Linked DNA regions of Zea mays: all the other regions are linked to region 4. Evidence: chromatin contacts called from public Hi-C data. All regions are on one chromosome and are shown on one strand. Each heading gives the region's core, a stretch centred on a gene start, on an enhancer-like site or on the middle of the called end of the contact. The rest is flanking DNA. Distances are from core to core; before and after follow the strand shown. Region 1 holds the start of LOC103633324 (pre-mRNA-splicing factor 18-like). Region 2 holds the start of LOC103633315 (zinc-metallopeptidase, peroxisomal-like). Region 3 holds the start of LOC100274223 (Vacuole membrane protein KMS1). Region 4 holds the start of LOC100502414.

Region 1 (3,473 bases), core at 886-3,385, 240 kb before region 4:
AATGATGCCATATGATTATTTATGTTATTTCTCATGTTTTATATGCCTCTTCGTTCATTAATATGTGTTAAAATGTCGAAGGTATGTCCTTCACACCCTTCGTCTGAAGATCTTTATATCTTAAGAGATATAATGCTTTGAAGGATGAAGGGTTCTAATATTAACCCTTTTATGTTGCCTTGTTCTTAATTCATAGCATTTGAAAACAAGTCCTAATAAAAACCAAAACACACTTACGTAGGACTGACTGTAAAGTCTCACTCATAGCAGCTAGAAAAGTATTTGGTGCACCGGTCAAACCAAACGCCATCACTCTGAACTCATAATGTCCCATGTGAGTCTGAAATGTTGTTTTGAATTCCTCCCTGGTTTTAACAGGATTTGCTGATACCCGGATTTAATATCCAATTTGCTAAACCACTGGGTATTTGCTATCTCGTCCATCAATTGATCGAAAACAGGAACTGGATACCTGCTCTTGATTGTCAAGGCATTGAGATAGCGATAATCCACACAGAAGCGCCAGGTGTTATTCTTTTTCTTGACCAAAAGAACCGGGGAAGCAAAGGCACTCTGACTTTTCTGAATAACACCCTGCTGGAGCATGTCATGAACTTGTCGTTCAATCTCATCTTTCAATTGTGGGGGATATCGATAAGGCCGCATTGTGAACAGTTGGGCACCCGGCACTAAAGGTATAGTATGGTCACAATCATGAGAGGGTGGCAAACCTTGAGGATCCTCAAAGATAGAAGCATATTGCTCCAAGAGTGCCTGAATCTGATCCGGTAACTGAGAGCTTGGACGGACGGATGTGTCGTCACTGACCAAAAGTAGTTCCACCACAGTGCACTCTGGTATTGGATGTGTATGACCATACAATATAAATTCTTGTCCCTGGTAAGGAATGGCTAACCACTGTTGTACCCAATCAACTCGCATGGGACTGAAGGTTTGCAACCAATCCATTCCAACTACCATGTCACAACCGCGCAAAGGAAGAAACAGGATGTCTGAAAGAAATGTGCAACCCTGAATTTGCCATGGAACCTGCAACCATTTTTCTTCACAAAGCAACACCTCTCCATTAGCCACACGAACACTAACCGATATGGGCACCACATGAGTAGGCTGGTGTTTGTCTCTAAGATGATTACTGACAAAAGTATGTGAACTGCCACTGTCCAACAAAATCAATACAGAATGGTTCAGAAGAACACCCTGAAACAGGTTCAGGTCTGATTACAAATAGCCAAATATCTTAAGTTAGGCTTTTGGGTGCTGCTCAGTTTTGCGCAATAGTAAGAGAAGAAAAGCTGTAGGCATACCATCTCTTGGTGCTCGTTGCCGGAGAAGAGACAAGGAGGGGGAGAAAACTGAGGGGAACTTTGAGGAGAGCGCGAGGCCCAGCACAAGTGCACAACGACCTCGACGACGTACACGACGAAGAACGTAACGGCGTTGACCGCCACCGCCGCAGAGCCGCTACGCAGGGAGAGGGAGGGAATCCCTCGGGGGCGCTTTCACCTAAGGAAGCGAAAGAGCGACGAGGCAAGCTTGGACGCACGCGGATCCTCAAATCCGCAACCCGACGATCCAGACCCCCGAGCGTTCGGCCTAATGCCGTAGAGAGCGAGAGCGGCGGCAGAAGCAGAAGCAGTGGAGGAGACGGGGAGTGTGCATGCTGGGGTGATGAAGCTGCAAATCTTCCGGAGCGGGGGCGAAGCATAGGCAGCCAGAGGAGAGGGTACGCGAGAGTGTGATTGCACCGGGAGATCACTGGTGCGTCGCTTGGACTGGCGGAGCAGAGCCGGGCGGAAGCAGAGAGAGTGACGACTACAAAATATATCAGCACCATGGCCGGATTAGGATCAGCTAAACTAATCCCACAAAAACTGGCCACGCAACCTTGAATGTTCGATCATGCGAGCTGAGAGAGCGGAGGAGTCCGCTCGGAGGGGAGGAAAGGGCGGAGGAAGAGGAGACGGAGCGAGGAAACCGGATTCTGGCCACGGACACTTACCGATAATATAGTAGAGATTAGATTTTTAGATCTAACGGACTTGCACGCTTGACGCTTTATAAATCTGCCCACGACGCGATCCAAGTCGAGTCGAGTCGAGTCCTCTTCTATTTAGGGGAACGGTCAAATACGCGTACACGGCCGGTATCCGCAGCGCCGGCACGGCGCACCTCCTCTCGGAGAATCGAAGCCGAACTGGGCGGCGGGCGTAATGGATCTGCTGAAGCGGGAGCTGGAGAAGAAGCGGAAGGCGGCGACGGCCGACTTCGGGGGCAAGAGCTTCGTGCGGCGCTCGGAGCTGGAGCAGAAGCAGCTCCAGAAGCGCCGCGACGAGCACCGCCAGCTCCTCGCCAAGTCCGGCGGCACGTCGGCGCCCTCCGCGAATTCCGCCGCAGCTGCTACCGGTTCCGACCCCAGCAGCTTCGACGCCGCAGCTCAGACGGCGGCGGCGAACCCTAACCCTAGCTCCTCCGCCGCCGCCACCTCCTCGGCGCCCTCCGTCCCGCCCGCCCTCGCGCCGAAGAAGACCGCGCAGGAGGAGGCGCTGCTCTCCGAGGAGCGTCGCATCGACGAGCTCGACCTCCCACGGCACGAGGTGGTGCGGCGCCTCCGCGTGCTGCGCGAGCCCGTCACGCTGTTCGGGGAGGACGACGACGCCCGCCTCGCGCGCTTCAAGCTCGTGCTCAAGTCCGGCGTCATCGACGACATTGACGACATCGACATGACCGAGGGACAGACCAACGACTTCCTCCGCGACATGATCGAGATGCGCAAGCGGCAGAAGTCCGGGAGGGACACCTACGCCAAGGGCAAGAGCAAGCGTGTAGGTGGGGGTGATGGTGGCGACGGGGGTGCCGCTGGAGACAGTGCAGATGATGGGGATGCCAAGGGGAGCGGCGATGATGCTGACGCAGACAAGGACTCCAAGAGGATGAGGACCAAGTTTGAGGAGCTTTGCAATGAAGACAAGATTTTGGTGTTCTTCAAGAAGCTGCTTAATGAGTGGAACCAGGAATTGGATGAGATGACTGAGCTAGAGAAGCGGACAGCAAAGGGGAAGTCCATGGTTGCAACATTCAAGCAGTGTGCACGGTATCTCAGCCCGCTGTTTGAGTTCTGCAGAAAGAAGGTATTGATTCTTATGCAATTTCCATCTGTTGGTTGCTTAAATTGTGCTATTAATTTGATTGCACTTCAAATTGACACAATTATTCAAAACTCTAATCAGTAAACTGAGTAGTTAGTCTGTAACATGGCAAACATTTACGATAGACATGTAACGTGTTACTTTTATTCTGAATACCATGCTTTCTTGAAAGATCATTTCGTTGTACATTTGATGTTATGTTGTCTGCTACCCATTGTATATTGTGCAAGTATAATAAACACTACTTCTGTATACCTCCCTCTCATGCATGCTAGTATCATATTCTGGTTGTCATATATATTT
Region 2 (3,448 bases), core at 605-3,104, 200 kb after region 4:
ATGAAGCAGATCTTATTTTGGACATGCTACATGATATCTATGTACTACTATGTCATGTACCCTTCTGTATACTTATCAGGTGCTATAACGAACCGTCATGTTTCGTATATAGAATCGTTTGCTTCGGCTTGCTGAAAACGTATAACATCAAAAACAAGATGAACGCGCGCGCTGGCGCGCGCCAGTTGACTTGTAGATTTTTATCGACCACGCCACCTGTTTGGTTGTTTAGGCTTCGCCTCCGGAGAGGGTTCAACTCGTGGCAGCATTTGCTTTTTATTGGTGGATGGATTGGGAAATCGGAACATCACGGTCACACATATTCATCGCACAAAGGCTGATCGTTTGACTTTTCTGGTGGGCTTGTTAGGATTCCCTTGTGATCGTAGGCTGCAAGAAATCACTGACGGGCTGCCTGCCTTGCATTAGAAACCTTAGCTTATTTTAGCTTGTGAGCTGGTTTGTTACATCAACAACCCAAATTTCTAGTTTGGTTATTATCGTTAAGAGTGTATATGAAAAAGCGTGTGCCGTGAAGCCGTATATATAGATGTCCAAACGGGAGACATGGCCCGACCCGTTTGAGCCCGACACAATTAAGCCCGACCACTTAATCGAGCCGTGCCGTACCGCCTGACGGGCCCATAACTCTTCCCGAGCATGGCACGGTGTAGGACTGACCATGCAGGGCCGGACTAAATAGCACGACCCATTTAGTGGCCTGTGCCGGCCCGAGCCCGCAAAACACAAAACCATCCCGGCGCCGCCTATCTCCTGCGCCGCGTCGCGGAGGTGGCCCACGCTGTCCGCTAGATTCTCCAGACAGTCGCGCACGGGACCTGCGACCGCTGACCCCTTCTTCGCGCCGCGGCGGGGGCTGCCATCACCGAATCCGGACCGGGAGCCGCACAGGCGGCCCACGTACGCGGACGCTGCCCGAGCGCGGGCCGCGCGCCAGCCCCCGCGGCGGCGGGGAGCCTCCGTACGCCGCGAGGCTATGCTCGCACACCGACGGGTACTGCGTCGCGCGGCAGGATTTGCGGATGAAGCCGCTGGCCACCGGCGGCGCGACGACCGTGGCCTGGAGCGCCGCTGCGACAGCGACGAACAGCAGGAGGAGGCGGGCAGCGGCGCTGCTGCTGCTGCAGGGGCGAGCCATGACTGCTGAGCTGCAGGAGGGAGCAGGGAGCAGGGAGCAGGGAGGACGTGCGCTGTGCGCACTGGATGCCGACACTCGGCACTCGCCGCGTCGCGCCGCCGCAGGGAGGAGAGATCCAGGAGCGAGAGGGAGGAAGAGTGGGTTAGAGTTTGCGTTAGGAGGTGACGAGGTGTTATACGCGGACACGACAGCCGTCGGGTTGGGCCGTCGGGGTCTCGGGGACTTGTGGGCTGGCGGCGGGGTGGGTGGGGAAATGGGGATTTAGGTTTTAGGGGGTTTAGAATAAACGGGCTGGTTAAAAGGCCCGACAAATACCGGGCCGTGCTTGGACCAGCCCAACAGGCTCAAATGTCTGTCGGGCCCGGTACGTTATCCGGGCCGAGCTGAGCCCGGATCCGCTTTAATCCGTACCGTGCCGTGCTCGTGTCGTGCTAAAATAACGTGTTTCGTACCGGGCTAACAGACCACGTGCTTGACATCTATAGCCGTATCTATTTCAGACTGGCTCAGCCAACCGGCCGGTCCAGTCCATTTCCTACTGACGAGTCTTGAAGCCGTGTGCCGTGAAGCGACCGGCCAGCCGATCTGATATCTGACTGACCCGCGCCGCCTGTCGCCGTCTGCCCCCACCCTTCCCCTCCAAATCCAACAGCGGGAGCAAAGCCAAACCAAACCAGCTTACTGCTCCGCTCCGCTTTGTTGCCAATTTCCGCTCCAAGCGTCGCGGTCGTGAAGTCTCGTTGCGATGGATTCGAGGCCCCGCGAGACTGACGCCCCCGGCGACCCGGCCAACGGCGCCGCCCCTCCGCTGGCCGCGGCGGTGACGGCCGCGACCGGGGACGTCGAGATCATCAGGCCCCGCAACGACAAGCGTGGGTACCGCCGCGTCGTGCTCCCTAACTCGCTCGAGTGCCTGCTCATCAGCGACCCCGACACCGATAAGGTCTGCTACACCGATCGTGCTAGGATGGACCGAACGGGGGTTTTGGCGACGGGTTTTGGATTTTGGTGCGAGATTTCGAGGTTGTGAATTGTGCTTTGTTTTGCAGGCGGCGGCGTCAATGAATGTTTCGGTGGGGTACTTCTGCGACCCCGATGGGCTGGAAGGGCTCGCACACTTCCTCGGTCAGTGTTCGGTTTCATCTTGCTGCATCTGAAGTCCTGAACTCGCTTACTGCTTGAACTGGACTGAGCTTCAGCTTGATCCTGTTTTTTGTTGGTAGCTTTTCTCTGATTGGTTGTGAGTAGTTTGGAAGTGAGAAATACGTGAACACTAGTATTTTTTTCTGTGCTATCTGCATGTACTGTCGTAGTGTCGTCTTATCGCAACTTAGGTCTCAATGCTTGTTACACTGCATTTGAATGTGCATTTGGTTGTCAAACAGATATTACTTCTCTATTCCTCTGATCATACATGGAAATCAAGAGCGCTATACTATTAGGCATTAGGTGCAAATAAACATGAAAAAGGAGGATGAGCGTTGAGCGATACTCTAGGTCCAGTCAAATATGTTACTCCTCCCCTCCCCCCCTCTCTCTCCTTAAACCTGCTATATTCCATTGAGCATTCAAGTATGTACTGGTTTCTGAGAAAAAAACATTTCAAAATGAACTTTTACCACCAGCCGAAATATCATTGAATTTGATGAGTGGAGTGAACATGCTGTGCTGAATAAAGAACTTCCTTGGCATTTTTCACTATATTTCAAATTTACAGAAAGTATCGGTTGTTTGATGATATCTGGACTGGGATACTCCAGTAACCCTGAAAAAACGTGAGTCGTAGAGTCACTTAGTTTGGAGAAACTAAGTTTTATCCATAAAATCTGCAAGTATCTTGTGGCTTAGTGGTGAAAAAGCATCAAGACAACTTACTCATCTGAAACCATGCATGCATGACAACAAAACAAACGTCAATAATGTGATTGATGCTGGGAGAATACCTTTACATGTTGTCATTTTGATGGTATGCTCCCATTTATGGATGATATGCTAGTTGAAAGTTCAGTTGAATTAGTTTTAGTTGATGAACTCTACAAGTTGTCTGACATTCTATAAAGTTCCCTGAATTTTATCTATGCATTTTTTGCTTGGTTTGATGCTTTACCCAATTGCCAGGATCATTTAAGGTGATAATTAAATATCTGTGGACTTGATTAATAATATATAAACAATATATCTAATTTGTATTTCTACATATATAGACACTTATTGTTCTGCTTTTATACTGCTTTAGTTACAGTTTTACTAACATATTGATGAAAATTGAATATTATGTGGGTTGTTCTT
Region 3 (3,216 bases), core at 509-3,008, 200 kb before region 4:
TTTCACATGTGGTTTATACTTTGTTCATATCATAATTGCTTTAACAATTAATTTAATCTTAGAAATGCACAATTCTCTACCAGACACATTAATTAACACTAGTCGGCTGCCCGTGCGTTGCGACGACTTACAACAATATCCACGTAAACTATCCACAAAAAATCAAGATTTGTTTATTGATTGTCTCCGCTCTCCGTATAATATTTTTTTGATTTAGCTAATTGATGTTATTGTTTACTCCATGCAATATATCATGGTACAACACGGCTAATAAAGTGAGCGATTAGAAGAGAGTTCACAACGACTGAGTGAACGAACAGAGATTATAAAATGACATAATTCCACCATACAGAGACCAAATAAGAGAAAGTTTATGAGCTCAAGTTTCTAAAATAAGTCACATGAACTCAAACTTATAAAAAAGATGGATCAAAATATGGAGTGATTGATAAAGTCAGGCATCAATAAAAACTAGATGCGCTCCATATAAATTATGCTACTTCGTAGCAATTACTAACGTTTAAAACCAACAAATAACCTTTCATTTTACTGTTAGTGTGACAAATCATTGTTGCTCCATCTAATTCAGCAACCTCAAACACCATGGAGTCAATTGCGCCAATGTGGTCTCAGAAACAACCCAATGCTTGTAAGAGCCAAGAACGTCGTGCCGTGTTTGGGCTGTAGCCTCGCCCCGTAGTGCTGCCCCGGACCGACACGATTATATTTTTTATTTTAAAAAAATGTATATACATATATACATATTCAATATTAAAAACATCTGAGCATGATGTTCTATTGGTTAGACAGCTTCACCCAATATTTTCTACCCTTGTTCCATCAGGGCATGGGTTCGAACCTCACCTCATGCACCACTTTTTAACATTTTACGCTGATTTAAACAAATGGGCCGATAGGTTGGCCCGTCACGGTCAGCAGGCCGGCATGACGTGCATGGACCAGAGTTGTGTCCCGCGAGCGTCTGGCCCATGCTGAGCCGCCGTTTAGCCATATATAGACGTGCAACGATAAATGTGAGGGGTTCTTTGTAAAAAGATGACGCGTGACGACCGTTGAAACTGGTGCTTTAAGTATAATATAGAATATAGATATAGATATTGATTAATGAATATACAAACCATCATAGTTTTTTTTGGTTGGGAGTGCCCATATATAATTTCTCCAGAATCGGGAGACCAATGAGCTAAACCCACTCGATCAAATAGCAATGTGCCAATGTCTCACTTACCTGTTTGGCAATTTGGCAAAACTAGCTAGGCATTTATAGCTCTTAAAAATATTAAATATAAAATTAAAGATTTGATAGTGTGGCTCGACCCTTAGGCTTTGTTTAGGTACTCTCACTTAATCTATGTGTATTGAATTGGATTGAGATGTAACTTAAACTAAATTACACTCGAATCAACTTCGATACATATGGATTGAAATGAATACGAGGTATTCAAACCAAGGCCGTTTCCTATCACTAGCAGCATAATTCTAAAGCTTTGATTTCGGGTTTTTAAAAAGAAAAACGTTGGCAGCAGCTCATAAACTCCGCCCCGAATAACGGAATTGAAGATCGGATCTCTAAACAACCACGTCAGTTTCCTGCCCTCATCGGTTACCTTTGTCCCCAACGCATGTATCCGCGTTTGCGTTGCGTCTGTGCCTGACGGGGTAAATCGTGAAACCCCGGGCAAAGCGCATAAAAAACGGAAAGCCGTTCTCATCTTGCCCTCCTTTTTAGCTTTTAGCTTGCGCCTTGCGTTCGCGGAAAAGGCTCATCTTTTCAGGTGGAAGGAGCGATTCGTCTGTGCCTGCGCCTCGCCGGGCTCGTGCCGCTGTACCCTCCTTCTCCAGGAGACCTGTACGGTGAAGGGGCGTTCCCGCGCCAAACGGGAAGCAAAGCTCGCTCGCGCCCTTTTTTTCGGATCATATAACGCCGGCGCCTAGCTCAAACACCACAGCTCGCTGCCTAGATCTACGCGGCAGCGGCGGCGGCAGAGGAGAGGGACCCGGAGCTGCGCCATGGGTCCTACCGCCGGCTCCGGCGAGGACAAGGCTATGTCAGGTGAGTGAGTCGATCGGATGCGGGCTCTGCGGAGGGATCGCGTTGTTTGGTGTCCGCCCATTGTTCTTGGAGATACGCTGTCTGGTTTAATTGTTGGGTTTAAATCATCTTGCGCTGTTCACACCTGACATCTGTGCCTGTGGTGCGTAATTATGGAAATCGCTGTTGCTGATCTAGCTGCCGTGGAGCTGCGAATGCGTGTCTTTGAGGTTTTCCTACAAGCTTGGAATATTTCATGTTTTTTCCTACTCTTTCCTACAAAGCCAGATTGGGGATAACGGATAGGAAAACAGAATGTCTTCCTTGTTTGGTTTACTTATTTTTCTTGCCCGCGATTCGAAGCAGAGTAGAACCGTTCTTTTTTAGCAGCGAAATTGCATGCTTGGTATTGGTCATCCAATCTGTGATTTTTTTATTCAAGCATTGGATGCTTTTAGAATACCTTTTGAAGGTTAAAACTTAAAACTGAGGTTTTCCACGCTTATCAATTTAGATTTTAGATCGTATTTTGGCGGTTGGCGTCTGATTGAATTATCATTGTCTACTTGATTTTTTTTCTTCAGGTTTTTTTACATGATAAAATATTGGCATCTAGGAGTGGTCGTTTTACTAATTTGTCTTTTTCTCCGTTATATTACCCTTGTGGCAATGATGCCATGATTTCAATGCAAATTTAGTTTTCCAGCTTGAAGACAAATACATATGTCAATGTCACTGTCACAAAGCCTCTGTGTTGTGGAAGGTTAACTGCAATTTTTTTGAAAGATCTGGTTGCCCAGCTTTGATTTTTAATAACTAGGCGACATCAGTTACAGAATTTGCGTAATTACGATTTACGATATGTGAACCAGTTACCTAGAATGTTAATAATTCACAGTGTGCGTTGGATTCTCCGTATGGCACTACAGGCTGAGATTAAAACATGACTTTTCTTAACACTTTGCTAACTGAACGAATAATGAGATATATTGCAGTGTAATCCATGATCTAACCGGTGCACTTCATATTTCAGAGCTCCGGAAAAAACATCGTGTGGACCTAGAGAGACTAACAATTACATCGCGACCATTCAAGACATTGTCATTCTTTGTGTTAGCCATTGCTCAGAATTTGGAAAGAACATGTTCATCTGTTCTGAAAAA
Region 4 (3,258 bases), core at 495-2,994:
AGGCCTAGGGGGCACCCTATCAAAGAAGAAGTCACTTATTAGCCATCTAATCAATTCTCTAGCATCCTTCATGCTAGAGAACTCCCCTGTAATCCACCACATAAAGAGCCACACAAGGAAGTAGGGTGTTACGCATCTCTAAGCGGCCCGAACCTGTATAAAATTGTCTATCGTCCCTCGTGCGCCCAATACGAACCATCGAGCTACAGTTGGTAACACCGTCCTACCCAAAAGCACCTCGAGGGATAACCCGGGTGCGCGGTCGGGTCCCAAACACCGACAGTATGAGTTTTACCTTGCTGAGGTTTTCTCATCCAAAGTTTTTAACGAGGTAATATCAACTAAGCTTTATGCTTCATCATTTATTTTACTCCATGGGGGTTTTAGGAATGCTGATTACAGACATATTTTCTTTTGGAAGTCAGTATGAGTTTTACTCATAATCCAAAAGCATGATGTACACCTTATTTTTCCTATAGGGTTTTTAAGGAGAATAATATACTGAAAGAACAATTGACGGATGTCAAATGAAGTTGGAATTGATCAAGGGAGAGTGCTAGAAAAATGTGACATATGTGTGATCAATCCAAAGGGGTGCGACAATTATCTCGCTAAGAGACACACCTATTGGCTTGCACCCCTTCACTTGTATATAAATATAAATTCCCTGCGGCTGTCACTTCTATCCCAAATCTCGTTTTTCATTCATTTACAATAGTTTCAAAGGAGTTACCAATATATGTATTGTCCTCTAAAACATCTATGAGTTCTCATACGAGTTTACAATAAGGCAATAATCATTACATGTTGGATCACTTTCTCCTTATTTTTCCATTAGGTTTAAAGAAGTTTTTAATAAAATATATCAATATTTCCCATCATTTTTATTCTACAGGACTTTTAGAGGATTAATTGTATTCATTGATCTTAAAATTGGATTCGGTCTAGGAACAGCATTACAGCAAGGAGAGTGTTGCAAATATGAATATCTATACGTGGATAATCTCATCCCAAATCGCCAGCCAACGTGTGGTTCCTTTTTGGAAACTGACGTCTCAGACTGTTTGGCGCACGCGCTTGCACTTTCTTAACGCCCCTTTTCCGTGTATAAGTAATTTAACGTAAATATGTGAAAATTGCTGTAGCCATTTTTCTTCATTCCATTACAAGTCAGTAGTTTGCCCACCACATAACCCACCAGACAACCGCGGCAACACCCGAGCAACCGGTGCGAGGGCGTGCCACATCAGCACCGGGGTGAAACACCCCGTGCAGTGTCCAGATCAGGTCCATTCCGCGCAGGTGGGGCCCGCCAAAAGCGGACAACCCATCTATATTAAAATCATTTTTTCTCATTACTCAGCTGGTTATAATCAATTTATAATTGAATGAATAGGCTAATGGTGCCTTCTTCCCCGGCCCGTCCCCCACCCACCTCCTACCACCGGTGGACGATTAGATTTTTCCCGGCTACCCGAAACCGACACGTGTCAGTGGCGGCCCATGCTTGAGCCGTAAGGAAGAGGCAGAGGGAGAGATTTTATTGAGCGTCAGTGTGGGCCCGGTAAGGATCCGACGGTGGCGGGCCGCGCTACGGTGGCGCCCTCGTCGCCGGCGCTGTCGGATGCAGGATCGGTAGGCGCGCGGATCTGGACCGTCCGATGCGGGGGTGCGCAGCGACAAAAAGAAGATGAGGCGAGGCGGGCGCCTAGAAAGGGAACCCGACGGGGAGGGAAACGGCCAGACGACGCTCAGACCAAAGAGCGAGAAGGGGGCAAGCGGCACGCTGCCGGAAAAGAGAGGCTGGCGTGGTGAAGGGCAGGGCGGAGCCTTGCACCGCAGAAGAGAAGCGAGGGGAGCGCCAAGCAGTAGTAGAAAGAGAGATAGGGAGGAAGAGCGACGAGAGCCGAGGAGCTCTCCTCCGCCTAATCCTTGGCCGCGCTGCTAGATTCGCCAGAATTACCGAGGCGCTGCACCCCGGATCTACAGGGCGGCGGCGGCGCTCGTCGGAATCCGGCGAGGCGGCGGTGATTTGCCGGGGATCGGCGCCGCATGTCTCAGATCTGAGATGGACAGGATCCGGGACGGCAGGAGGAGCGGGGTGTCCGGCGGAGCCGGGCCGCCGCCTCCGAGAAGGCGCCTCAGGAGCAACGGCGGAGGGGGCCCCAGAGACTCGCCGCGCTCCGAGCGCCGACGTGGCGAGCGCCTCATGCTCAACGGCGGCGGCGCCGGCGCCGGGAGGGACGACGCCGACGACACCTCCGACGACAGCCTCGGCGACGACGACGAAGACGCCGAGGAGGAGCTCGCGCCGCGGTACCAGCAGCAGCGGCGGTCGCCGAGCACGGCGCCGCCACCGCCCTCGCCGCCGCAGCCCGGCGGTGGCCACCACCACAGCAGTAGTAGCAGCGGCGGCGGCGGTTACCACAACCACCACCACGGCCAGCAGCATCAGATACAGCGGAAGGGCGGCGTCTCACATCCGAAAAGCCCCATGGTGGTCAAGGCTGTTGACGAGATGATCGGCGTGCCTGTCCCGAGGAAAGCCCGCTCTGGTAGTCTCTCCTACCACCGCTCAGATTTTTTTGGCATCACCGGCTGTTTCATCTTTGCTTATGCTTTTGTGCTCTTGGCAGCTTCTACGAAACGCTCTTCGCACGAGTGGCCTGTCCCCGGCGGTGGAACCAGTGGAGGCAGCTCCGGCGTAGGAGATGGCTCGCAGATCCAACGACCTTCGTCACGGCCGATCTCTCCGGCGCCTGCCTCTACTGCCGCTCCTCGGAAGAAGCTTGTGGGTTTCTAGAGGCCTTTGCCCCTCGTTTTCCATGGTGCTCTTGCTTGCTAACTTTTTTTTCTCTCTTCGGCTTTGCCTATCAGAAAACATTGGGTGGCGGTGTGAGCAGCGGTGGTCTGGGACCAGCGCCGAAGCAGCGACCGTCGATGTCCCCAGCGCCTTCAACAACCCCGCCACAACCGCCGCCGTCGAAGATTTCGAAGTCTCCATCTTTTATCCAAGAGGAGATTGAGGTCGCTGAGGTGCTGTTCGGGCTCACCAGGCAGTTCCCATGCCCGCAAAAGCAGGAGAGCAACCACAAACTCGAGCCTAGGGACGCGCCCGAGGCCAAGTCTGGGAACTCTTCGCCGGCCCCCTCGTCTTCTGGCGTCCGACCGTCGGATTCCACCTCCCTTTCCACCATAGGTGCGTAGTCCTGTTGGCGGTTGTGGCTTTTTTCCCTCGCTGTTTTTGCATTTTTGTTT

The links. A called contact is a pair of places that touch in the nucleus more often than the background predicts.
Region 1: a Hi-C map of tassel shows a contact between it and region 4, with 6 times the contacts expected there. The contact joins the promoter of LOC103633324 here to the promoter of LOC100502414 in region 4. A contact is called at or near these places in 2 of 25 Hi-C or Micro-C datasets (leaf and tassel).
Region 2: a Hi-C map of leaf shows a contact between it and region 4, with 2.7 times the contacts expected there. The contact joins the promoter of LOC103633315 here to the promoter of LOC100502414 in region 4. A contact is called at or near these places in 5 of 25 Hi-C or Micro-C datasets (bundle sheath, ear, leaf and 2 more).
Region 3: a contact with region 4 is called in a Hi-C map of bundle sheath, with 3 times the contacts expected there. The contact joins the promoter of LOC100274223 here to the promoter of LOC100502414 in region 4. A contact is called at or near these places in 10 of 25 Hi-C or Micro-C datasets (bundle sheath, ear, endosperm and 4 more) and 1 of 3 datasets of contacts at active chromatin or transcription factors (leaf).

What each region holds. Positions count from the first base shown.
Region 1 is chr7:168,505,805-168,509,277 of Zm-B73-REFERENCE-NAM-5.0, reverse strand. LOC103633324 (pre-mRNA-splicing factor 18-like) reads left to right here and starts at 2,135. Exons shown (of 2, transcript NM_001319725.1): 1 at 2,135-3,152. The coding sequence starts at 2,235.
Region 2 is chr7:168,070,207-168,073,654 of Zm-B73-REFERENCE-NAM-5.0, reverse strand. It overlaps LOC103633315 (zinc-metallopeptidase, peroxisomal-like), which reads left to right and starts at 1,854. Exons shown (of 26, transcript NM_001347229.1): 1 at 1,854-2,102; 2 at 2,209-2,284. The coding sequence starts at 1,905. It also overlaps the pseudogene LOC103634349.
Region 3 is chr7:168,463,186-168,466,401 of Zm-B73-REFERENCE-NAM-5.0, reverse strand. It overlaps LOC100274223 (Vacuole membrane protein KMS1), which reads left to right and starts at 1,758. Exons shown (of 8, transcript NM_001148594.1): 1 at 1,758-2,074; 2 at 3,087-3,216. The coding sequence starts at 2,032.
Region 4 is chr7:168,268,129-168,271,386 of Zm-B73-REFERENCE-NAM-5.0, reverse strand. LOC100502414 reads left to right here and starts at 1,744. Exons shown (of 13, transcript NM_001323959.1): 1 at 1,744-2,555; 2 at 2,637-2,791; 3 at 2,878-3,199. The coding sequence starts at 2,069.